Regions from separate parts of the Mus musculus genome. Here regions 1 and 3 are each linked to region 2. A link is a contact called in public HiChIP or PLAC-seq and promoter capture Hi-C data. All regions are on one chromosome and are shown on one strand. The core of a region is the stretch at or near the end of the contact, and the rest is flanking DNA. Distances in the headings are between cores, read along the strand shown.

The links. Promoter capture Hi-C pulls out the DNA fragments that hold promoters and counts their contacts. HiChIP or PLAC-seq counts read pairs in DNA pulled down with a chosen protein or histone mark.
Region 1: a promoter capture Hi-C map of embryonic stem cells shows a contact between it and region 2, with 6 times the contacts expected there. The contact joins the promoter of Prdm8 here to the enhancer-like site in region 2. A contact is called at or near these places in 13 of 39 promoter capture datasets (the C10 cell line, cranial neural crest, embryonic stem cells and 7 more), 2 of 484 Hi-C or Micro-C datasets (cerebellum and cerebral cortex), 4 of 115 datasets of contacts at active chromatin or transcription factors (embryonic forebrain, embryonic stem cells and stem cell-derived neural progenitor cells) and 1 of 9 other capture datasets (liver).
Region 3: an H3K27ac HiChIP or PLAC-seq map of embryonic stem cells shows a contact between it and region 2, with 15 times the contacts expected there. The contact joins the promoter of Cfap299 here to the enhancer-like site in region 2. A contact is called at or near these places in 7 of 39 promoter capture datasets (the C10 cell line, cranial neural crest, embryonic stem cells and 4 more), 3 of 484 Hi-C or Micro-C datasets (cerebellar granule neurons, cerebral cortex and cortical neurons), 1 of 115 datasets of contacts at active chromatin or transcription factors (embryonic stem cells) and 1 of 9 other capture datasets (liver).

What each region holds. Positions count from the first base shown.
Region 1 is chr5:98,178,921-98,182,520 of GRCm38.p6, reverse strand. Prdm8 (PR domain containing 8) reads right to left here and starts at 1,652. Exons shown (of 4, transcript NM_029947.2): 1 at 1,409-1,652.
Region 2 is chr5:97,089,001-97,092,518 of GRCm38.p6, reverse strand. Bmp2k (BMP2 inducible kinase) reads right to left here. Exons shown (of 16, transcript NM_080708.1): 16 at 1,471-3,518. The region is part of intron 6 of Paqr3 (progestin and adipoQ receptor family member III); the gene reads left to right. Among named protein-coding and RNA genes, the nearest start is that of Paqr3, 21 kb to the left of the region's middle. Within about 2 kb of position 1,903, at least 46 of the 459 cell types and tissues checked have an H3K27ac peak or open chromatin away from gene starts, as enhancers often do. A contact at or near this core is called in embryonic stem cells and liver, where this site is marked.
Region 3 is chr5:98,327,061-98,330,759 of GRCm38.p6, reverse strand. It overlaps Cfap299 (cilia and flagella associated protein 299), which reads right to left and starts at 1,456. Exons shown (of 6, transcript NM_001024614.1): 1 at 1,296-1,456. The coding sequence starts at 1,406.

The DNA of each region.
Region 1 (3,600 bases), core at 403-2,902, 1.1 Mb before region 2:
TGGCCCATGAAGCGAGCAGGTATAGGGCAGGCTTGAAGTGTCCCCTGTCTGAAATTCTGTGTGTAATGACTGGTGAATTCTCACTTCCCTTGATACCACCCTGTTTGGGCTAGAAGGGGTCAGCCCTGCTTGAATGGTCCTGAGTGGGCCCTCCAGCTGTTTAATCCGCAGCAATTTAGAAGTAATGCCCCAGTGGCGGGCTCTCTATTAAGCCGTCTTACAGGGATCGTTTCCTTCCTCAGCCACTGGACACCCCCTGTAATACTTAGCACTTAAAGAAAGCAATCATTTAAATTATTTAAACTAGGTCTTAGTTAGCCATGCCATTTTTCTTGGGGAAATCTAACAATTCCTCTAAGTTGGTTTTTCCCTAGCAGTTTCACCAGTGACAGTGATTGTCTCTGTATTTATATACCTTAAGTGGCCGTGGGGAAAACCGATCTTACTCTTTTCTTGTTCAGCTAGCTTCTCATTAAAGAAAAATATAGGCGATGTGTATTTTGTTTAAATCAACATCCACTAGCCAATTGCCATACAAATGTAAGAAAATGCAATGCCTGTAACTTTGGCTAGCCCCTTTCCTATTCGTTCTCCCATATGCCCCAAATGGCAAGTATATTTTCCAGACAGTGGGAATAAGAAAAATAGCCACAACATAGAAAGTTTATGATACTACTTTCTGTTTCTGCACTCGTCCTGTCCCCTTCTGATTTCCAATTGCAAGTCAAATACGTTGCAGAATACAGGTTCTCTCAGCTCCCTTTCAGTATAAACCCTCTTTCTCTTCCCAGTTGCCTACATTTCAACGGTTTGTACCTTGATTTCTGCCTCGCGTTTGAAAGTATTCTTCACAGAAGCTTTTTATTGTGACAGGAGATCGCCCTCCACTTTGGCAACAGCAGGGACTCAGTCATTAAAATGCAGTTCTATCTAACAATACAGCGAAAAGGTCCCACAGCCGGGCTAATAGCGGTCCATGCTGCCTCGGTGGCCGCCTTGACGCAAATCAGCCACAATAGCGATAGGCAGGACCCCGGGCTTTATAGTATCTAGCCTTTCACAGTCCTACGCCCATCCCTAGGCCCGGGTTCTCTTCCTTCGCAGATCCTCCTGGGAAACTCAGAGCCAGCTGGGCTCGCTGAAAGCCGGTCGCTACTGCCGGATGCTCTCCCTCCACTCCGGGCTGGCATTGTCTGGCAGCCGCGAGCTCCCCAGTCCCTAGCTTCTCCAGAAAAGTGCTCCTACCCGCTCCTCCCTTTGTATAATCTTATTGGCAGTGGAAACAACATTCCGCGTCGTTTCCCTCCTATCTTCTAGATAACGAGGAAAAGGGGGACAATTTTTTCACTCCTTGTACTCAACCTGTCCTCTTCCCATCCCCCTCCCAGGTCAAAGCAAATAGACTTACCAGAAATAAGGTCAGGACCGAGTCGCCCAAATAAGGCCACCTGGAACCAACGGGGTGCAAGCCAGTGTTCCTTCCTGCCTATTACATTAGTGTATCTCCATGTCAAGAGGTGTCGGTGTCAGTCTTGTGGGTTCTGTCCAAAGAGAGAAGAGAGATGCAGATAGATTAGGAGAGAGAGAGAGAGAGAGAGAGAGAGAGAGAGAGAGAGAGAGTTGTACAGATGGACCCGATGCAATGACTGACTGGCACGCAGACACACACTTTTTGTTTGCTGCACATAATCTGCCCAATGACGCGTGACAGCCCACGTCCCCTCCCTTTAACTCTTGCCGGTCTGGGAGATCCCTCCGGCGCCACAAGCCTGGTTTTTCTGGACTGCCCGCGCTAGGCAGATCCTAAGCTCCTTCCCGAAGTGGCATAGCCTCCCCGAGAGCATCCTGGCCTGCCTTCTCCTGCAGCTGGGTCCCTCTGGGACACCTGGGTTGGCAAAATCCGTTTCGGGCTCAGGAAGGAAGGTGTCAGAAGGAGCAGAGCGGTTCTTTTCCGTTTTGCTGGGCACTCAGAGGACGTAGGACAAGGAGTTGAATTGGCTATGTTGCCAGCGCGTGAACTACTTGCATATGTCCCTAGAGTTTGAGTGGTATGTCCCTGCTCCCCCAAAAGGAGGGTGAGAATTTGCCCCGCGGGATTCTTTGGCCATTGACTGCCGCTGATCTGTGAAGCTAGTGGCCTAGGAGGTGACAAACAGACTTCCTTAAAATGCATTCATGCCACCTAGCAGAGACTCCCGTGTAAATACTGGCGACAGGGGGTATGATTTGGTGGGAACTCGGCTAGCCATCTCCCATCCAATGGGATGGGGTAAGAAGATAAGTCTGGAATGCTGCCAGACACCTAAAGGGACTTCGGCTGTTTTTAGGTCCCAGAACAAGGGTCTGTGCGTGGATATGGGCTAGGAGGGCGTTGCTGGGAAAAGCCTAGGTCATTGGACTCAGGTGTTAAAGCTTTTCACCTTCTGTGCTCTCTCTGTATTTTGTGGTTCCCAAGGGGGTCCCATAATGGCGGCCAGGATTCTAAGACCTCATGATACAGAAAGGATGGTTCAAAGTTAAAAAAAAAATTACTGAGAAGGACTCTCAAGAGCCTTTCACATCCAGCCGTTGATGGAGGAGTGGACCGAATCACAGGAGTGAGGCTGTCTCGGGAGTCTCGTTTGTGCGCTAAGCCACTTAGAGGCGCTGGCTTGTCCTCTGGAGCGGCAGCTGATGCTAATGACTTGAGGTCTTTGACAGCCAGAGAGTTTTCTCCTTCTGCGGGGGCCACAAAACAATGACGCTAGGGGCTCTCTGGCTGTTTTTCTCTGGTAGGCTTTCTATTCCTAAGGAAAGAAAGGCCTTTGAGTGGCGCAGGCAATCCCTCAATTCCTACCCCCACTCTCCCGGAATTCAATTGAGCAATAGGTCAGGTTGAGTATAAATCCAATTGTATAGTTTACTCGCTAAAGGGCAGGAGTCAGGGCCAGAATTTAAGGAGGAGACAATCTCTGTCCTTGCCTCTCAGAGTGAGCATATGAGGGTTGGCAAAGAGCAGCTGACAGTATAATCTTTACGGAGCTCTGAGACTCCTGTCTGGAAGCCTAGAGGCCAGCAAGACATCAAATGTACCTGCTGCCAGGGAAGAATGGGTGATGAGGAAATATAGGAAATTTCCTAGAAGTTAATTTCTTTGGCTTCCTTTTTTTTTTTTTTTTTTTTTTTTTTTGTTTTTTTTGTTCCTTCTGGTCACCTCCCAAGAGAGTTGCCAGTCCTGATCACATATAATTCCTGCCTAAAATCAGCTGGGCCTGGGGACATCATAGACTGGGAGAAAGGTCAAAATCCTCACCTGACTTCCAGGTTGACTGCTGACCTTTCAAAGAAAAGTCTGCAGCTCCTCTTCAAGCTAAAGTGTTCTTTCTCCCTTGCAAGTTTGTGCAGCTTAAAATAGCCAGGCAGAGGAGTTCAGATGAATGGCAAACTTCAGTTACCTCTAGGCAAGAGTCCGCAGCTGTATTTAAACACCAATTTTCTTATGACTCTATTGGTTCTTCCCCCTCCTGAACCCTCTGCCTGCTCTTCCTCCTCTTCCTGCTTCCCCTCCTCTTCCTCCTGTTCCCTTTCTCTCTCACACACAGCATCCCCATATTGATTCCT
Region 2 (3,518 bases), core at 654-3,153:
CTGGCTATCCTGGAACTCACTTTGTAGAGCAGGCTGGCCTTGAACTCAGATCTAAGTAACTGCTTTGCATTGGTTACTGCTTCAAAACCCAAGTCCACTCATACCAAACAAAATGAACCTGCTCACACCTGAGAAAGTGTACAAGCTACCAATCAGATTCCAGATTGTGGAATACTGCATTCTAAGCTGAGAATGCAACTCTGTCACCCAAGTTAGAGCACCAATCTTAAACATAGTCCATTTCTTTAATATGCCAAAGCCTCTTTTATACTTAAGATACTTAATCAAATTAATTAAAATAATGCTAACAGTCTTTTAAATTAAAAAAAAAAAAGCAAAAGCAAAAAACAAACAAAAAAAACAAGGTACAAATTAAAACCTGTGGCAGAGGCGTAATTGAAAAGGCTAAGCTCCGTGTTCTGGCCTCCCAAGCATGACACTGGTAAATTTGTGACACGTGTGTTATGAAGTATTCTTGTTGCAGAAAAATCAGGTCAAGTGCATTTTCTTAAATCCTAGCCCATGAACTCTCCGAGAACAGAGCACAAAACTGAGACAGAATCCATGATGAGGGTGGAAGAACTGAACAGAAGTTTGTCATGAAACGTTTAATGATACAAATAATAAAAATAAAAACTCCAAAGACATTGATTATAAAGAATAAGCAATCCATTTGGGATTTATTGCATTTAAAGAAGGCTGATTATTAAAACAGTAGGTATGATAAATACAGTAAGAAAATAACTTTAAATCTCAAACAAAATAGTGAACAGAATTCAAGACTAAGCAATATAAAGGCAATAAGGTAATAAAATTAGTGCTTTTCTGGGTACAGGGGAAGCAACTGAATTCTATTTCAAATGTCTCCCAGCTACATTTGAGGGCTTAAGTTACTTTAGAAAGCATGTTTTATAACAATTAGAAATATAACTAAGGATATAAACCCGGTTTATTTAAAGATTAAAGTTATTAGCTTAGTGGTACATAAAAGGCTTCAGAAAATTCAAGTTTAACAAAAACATGGAAGTGTAATCAAAGAAAGTGCACTTAAAGCTGTTTGCCAGCAATTAAAAGGGATCTTCCAGGCTGGAGGTGTGGCTCAGCCCTAAAGCGCTTGCCTAGCGTGTGCGAGGCCCTGGGTTCAGTTCCCAGCACCGCAAAAGAAAGAACAAGTGGCTACTACTCCTTCTATTAATAGGATGACCTTTCAGTCACAAAAAGAACATAGTAAGGAAATCAGTTCTCCCGAAAGTAGCAATGTGAATTCTAAAAAAAAAAAAAAAAAAAAAAAAAAAAAAAAAAAACTAAAAACTAAAAAGACTAAAAACCTAAACCAGACCTAGCCCTCTGTATTTTCATCTATGTCTTCCTTTTAGTGGCTTTTGTAAACTCCCTCAATAGGCGTGAATGCTCTTAAAAGAAACAACGATTGCCTTTTTAAATTCACATTAATTCCATAACAGAGAGCCGTGGTGTGCAAGTATCTTTTTATCTTAGTAGAAAACAACACCGAGTATAGATTTTTTTTTTCCCAACAGTCATTTGCTATTCTCTCAGTAGATACATCATCTCACAGTAGACCATCAGTTCAGAAACTGGATGTAATTTGATGACTAGTTTTGCTTAAAAAGAAAAGAAAAAAATAACAGAGTTCACTGTGCACTCTACAGGTATTAAGCAAATATACCCAAACTTCCCGTAAGTAGTGATATTAATACACGTGCACCTTCTAACAATGCTTTAGTGAAGTACCCAGGCCTGGATGGCCGAATGGAGAGGAGCCAGAGTGGGCACCACCTTAGTATCTTCCATCAGGAAGATGAGAGGAGTCAGTTCCTGTTAAACAGGGTAGCACTGACTGCAAAGTGCACACATCTGAGAGCCAAGTGATTTCCTAACTGCCCAGGACACACAGCCCAGGGGAGGAGCACTGCAGTGCTTAATATTCTAGCCAGTTCCATTCTCACCCTGCTTGGAGCAGACCTTTTCTCCAGCTACATACTGAGCAACCTCTGTGCTGTGCTGTACTAGATCCATTTCTTCAATGCCCTAAAAGATTCTCTGGCGACACTAACCTTTTATTGACGTGTTCAAAGTGGAGCAAAGGGTCCACTTTTTAAGAAGATTCAGAGTTAATGAGCACTGGTAAAGCTTCTAGCTGACAACTCTGGGTTCCTCACGTGACTTCCCTTTGATGTTCAAGTCTAACGGGTTTAGTTAGAACTGCTTTGCATACTTAGAAGCACAGGGCACACCCAAATGACATTCTTTAAGCCAGAACTGGGCCAGCTGTTGAGTGAGTGTTGGGTGCTGGTAAGTGGGGGAGCCAAGTTCTTGTGAGGGAATTCGCTACCTAAGGCTCAGCTGTACAGAGTGACAGTGGCAGCTGACACTGAAATTTAAATGGAGTCTCCTCAGCTTGAGAAAATGCCTCTAACAGCAATGCAAAGGAGCTACCCATTGGACCTCCAATTAAATCATCTGTCCAATGAGCGGGTTCCAAGAGGAGTGTCACCTGCTGGGCTGTCAGAGGCAATGTAAACATTTTAAGCTGTGGCAGAGTTGTTTCCTAAGAATTTGTCCAGAGTAAGCTGGAGGGGTTGTTGTCAGTGAATCACCTTAAAATATTCAGTGCATTGAAAGGCAAGTGGAACTCTGATTTCATATTCACAACTCAGAAGACCACATCAGTTCATCATTACTTTAAAAAGCAAGCATTACTGAATCTGTTTTGTAGCTTAAAGGGTCTACTACCATTTGCGTTAGTTAGATTAATTAACCTGAGAACCAGAAAAAAAAAAGGTGCAAACATAGTCTCTGCCTTTGGCACAGGACAGTAAGTGGTGCAGCCCGGTTCTGCGTGGCATGGTGTGGCCTGCTCCTGTCCACACTACCCCCACTGAGTTTGCAGAGGAGGAGACAAGAAATATAAAAGGACCATGCCTTGGTTATGTATTTTGCTTCTTTCCAAGTTCTGAACTCTGAAAGTAGGCAAATGATTTACCTTCTGGGGCACTAAAGTTAAGAGGTTTTAATAAGATTACTCATTAAGGTACACTAACTGGGGGCAACTTAAAATATAGCAATCAATAGCAATAGCTGTTGACCTAGAAACTTCAAATGCTCATCTGTAAAGAAGCTAATCATAACTTACGACAGACACAGGACGCACGGATAGTACATTCACATTAACTGATGTATAACTGCTATCACTAACCACAACTACAAAATTTCAAGTTTCTTATTATGACTGGTGATATTTTTTTAAAAGGCAATTTGGTAGCTTAGTTCTTTTCACTACTGATGCAGTCGGGTAGCAGAATTAAGCTCCTAGTCCCACCACCCAGTTCTTCCATCCACTGAGGGTCTGGCTGTCCATGCAGAGTCTGTCACTGTCGGAGCACCCTGAAGGAACTGCAGCCCAGGACTCCCCAGTGCTGGATGAGGGTGGGGCTGGCAGAAAGTAGGTCAGTAAATGCAACATGATTTTACATTGTAAACTTCTTTAAAAATTAAAG
Region 3 (3,699 bases), core at 207-2,706, 1.2 Mb before region 2:
AAAACCCATAGCTTAGCAATTTTGCTGAAGCTTGTCAATCATTTCTCCACTCACTGAACTGGTTGGTTTTATTAGATGATGCTAACTTATAGAATAAAAGTTGTTAATTAGTTCAGCAAAGCTAATGTTACTCGCTGCCGTGGCAATGCAGTTGTTTTAGTGTTCTGTCGTTATTTAGTGAACACGGGAAACAGAGGATGGAGACGCACTACTTCCGTCCCGCCAACCACGCTCCTCAACCTCCGGAGCATCACTACTTCCGCATCACTACTTCCGCATCACTACTTCCGCATCACTACTTCCGGTCTACCAACCAAGTGCCAACCGCGCTCCTCATCCTCTGGCCGGTCAGATAATTAAGATGGACTCACCCTTTCTCTTCCTACCTCCCCTTCTTTCTACATAAGCTTCTTGCAACATCTATTGTAATTATCAATTCAGTGGCTTCATTTCAGATGCAAGGATTTAAAGCAACTTCTGTGGGTTTAAAATATTGGCTAAAAGCAGGAGAGACGGCTTAAGGAAAAGGTGCTTGCTGCCAAACTTGAGTTCATTCCCTGGACACCACAGAATACAAGTTCAGAACCGATTCCAAGTTGCCCACTGACTTTTTATGCATGTGTGCGTACACACAAATGGAACTTTAAGTTACCCATCTAATAAACGTAAAAGCTTGGTTGTTTGGTGATATCGCTGCTGTTGCTGTTAAAAATCATGTTTTGTAACTATTTTAACAGATAATTTCAAAAGGGACAAATTTTCTTCATTTAAGATTATTTTCATACAGTGGCACCTATTTAAAAAGGAGGGGTGTCTATATGATAAACTGCCTTGTGCACAGGAGAAATGAGGGGAGTTGGCCAAATTCAAGTCCTTCCCAGAGTTCTGTAGGGTTGATTCTCCCCCCCCCCCCCCGCCCCCAATGGTGCTTGCTCTGTTTGTCCTTAATATGGAGATGGACTCCTTTGAAAACCTGAGCCCAGGCTGTGAGACTTGCAGTTGGGAGTTAGGAGCTCGGAGCTTGAAGATCCCTCCAACTAAGTCTTCTCGAGCATCCGGGACCTCCCGCTGCCCTGCCCTCAGGTGCACACAGCAACGCGTCCTCCTGGTTTTATGCCTTGTTACTACTTTACAGCGACCAAGTCGGCCTCTGTGCAGCGCACCAGCGTTTGGAGGGCTGGGGACTCCTGCAGCCTGCAGAGAAGTCTCTCGAAGCCAGAGGCCTGCGGTGAGCGCCGTCACCGCCAGGGGGCGACCAAGCCCCGCCGCGGCCAGCAAGACGGACCCGCGCTTACCTCCAGGTAGTACAGGTCGACCGTAGTGATCTGAGAGTCCAGGAAGTCTTCATAGGTGTTGAACTGTGTGACAATGTTGTCCACGGCCGTCAGCCCCTCGTCCTGATCCATCGCGGCTACACCGACGCGTCCCTAGTAACCGGTGTGGGCGGGCCGGACGCGCGCCGGTTGCGGGGGCGGGGCAGAGGGCGCTGCGCTGGCCCTGCCCCAGCCGGATCCCTGGGCGGCTTCTAACCCCTGGGAGCGGTCAGCCCTGCAGGGCAAACCCAACTTTTTTGGTGTAAAAGCCTTAGCAAAGTCCGAAGGTGCCTGCTCAGTGTTTGCAGTAAGAACCTCGACAGAAGAGTATCCCGGAAATCTAGGGGAAATAGTCTTGCTGGGTGCTTCAAAATAGCACGTGATCAGTTGTATAAATTACAACTTAAAGGCAAGTTATGGTTGGTTACTTGTGTGCCAGGAACAATGTATAAACTTCCCAAACGAAGCAGCCTTAGTGATCTCCTTTGCTCCTGCCTTCTGCCTTTCAGTTCCTTTACTTTTTGTTATTTAAATTTCAATAAGTTGAAAATTACTTGAAAAATCTTGCCTCCTTGAACGTCCTTTAAAAAATTGGGTTGGGGGGGAGGGATCCTAATCATGGAATGATATATCCCATTGAGAAGCTGATATTGACTTGTGTTTCTATTTACTCATTTCTTTAAAATACTATAGTATAAAATTGAATCTGAAACATTTCTCATTAGAGCAGACTTGTACAACTGTTTCCACACCAGAAGCACAGATGCTTGCTGTTATGCCAAGGGACTTTACAATCATCTCAGCATTTGTAGAAATCAAATCAGATTCTGCAATGAATCTTTTCCATTTTTTGGGGGGGAGGGGGGCAAAGTAAAGCCAGGTCTATTTAAGACCCCAAGTTGCACAATAAGTTATAGCTTTATTTTAAAAACAGGCTACCAACAATTTATATTGTATAATTATCTAGAAAGCTATAGAAACTAAACTCCAAGCATAGAGGGGAAAAAATTTCATGTGGCCTAAAACATTATCACAAGTAGAGAGGAGAGGTCTCTGTACTGTCTGGTCCAAAAGAAACTTGAGGACAAGTGCCTTTTGTGTCTTTTAGCATTCTGAAGGGCAAGCTGGCCTCTAGGCATCTCATGTACCTGGTTTCAAGTCCAAGCTGACATTCAGGCTCCTCCTAGCTCCTCTCATATCAGCTTCTCAGTCCTACAGAACCCTGACCTTTCAGCCATGTGCTCTCTTACCACCCACCCCCTCTCTGTCCCAGAGGCATTATTCTGGGTGTGTTGAACACAACAGAAAGCTTAAAAAAAAAAAAAAAAGTTTCTGCCGCTGGGGTCCACAGGATATGAAACTTGCTTCCGTGTGGTGATTGATTTGAATTTACCACATACCAGCCCTGTTCTAAGTACCATACAATCTCCATTATTTCGTTTAATCACAACAACAAACTCACTAGAAAACCAGCATTGGTGTTATCCTCCATATGGAGACAGGATGAGTTTAAATGACTTGGCCAAAGTGTCGGGTGCAAAAAAGCAAACCCAAAAAATAACAATAGTCCTTTTCTCTCACAGGGGCATGTGGATGTAAAGATAGGTTATAAAGAGCTGTGTAAAACCAAATACAGAAGTTTGTTTATTAGAAAGAAAAATAAACGTGTGGTAAGGAACACGGATTGATACAAAGCCTAGAAACAGTAGGCGCATCTTCCAAACTGTGGAGGCAAGAAACGCAAGTTCTGTGTGGGATGGAGGGAGAGGTGGACAGTAGGGAGGGGCACAGGAAAGAGGATTGGAAGGAGGAAGCTGACTGAAGTTGAAAGGTGTAGTAAAAGAGATTTCAAACGAGACCAGCCGTGGACCCAAACAGGAGAAGCTGTGGTGGCCATGGCTTCAGAATGGAACTCACACTACTGCACGCTGCTCGTCTAGGGGGTGCTGGGCTGTGCTTACATGTGTTACCGCTGTTTCTGCCATCCTCCCACACCAAGGTTTTATCGTCCTCTTGAAATCATAAAACAGCTAAGGAATGTTGGAATTCCTGACCCTGTGGCACTCTGATATCAAGGACGATTTCTACCTTCATTGTTCTAGCATGATCCATTGCAGTTGTACGTTTTTTAGGGATGCTTCATTAAACTGACCACGCAGACAGAAACCGCACGGTCAGAAGCTCTTTGGTGAAATGATCTTGAAAGCATAGAAATTTAAACAACTTAAAGGTATTTCCAATCAAGGACTCTAATGCTGCCCAAACACTTTTAACAGAGCAGTGTCTTTGTTAATAGTGAAAGAAATTTATAAATTTAGACCATTCTACACAGAAAGGTTAAAATTACAGTAAGCCCAACAACACAAGTCTTCTAGATTTTCACTTT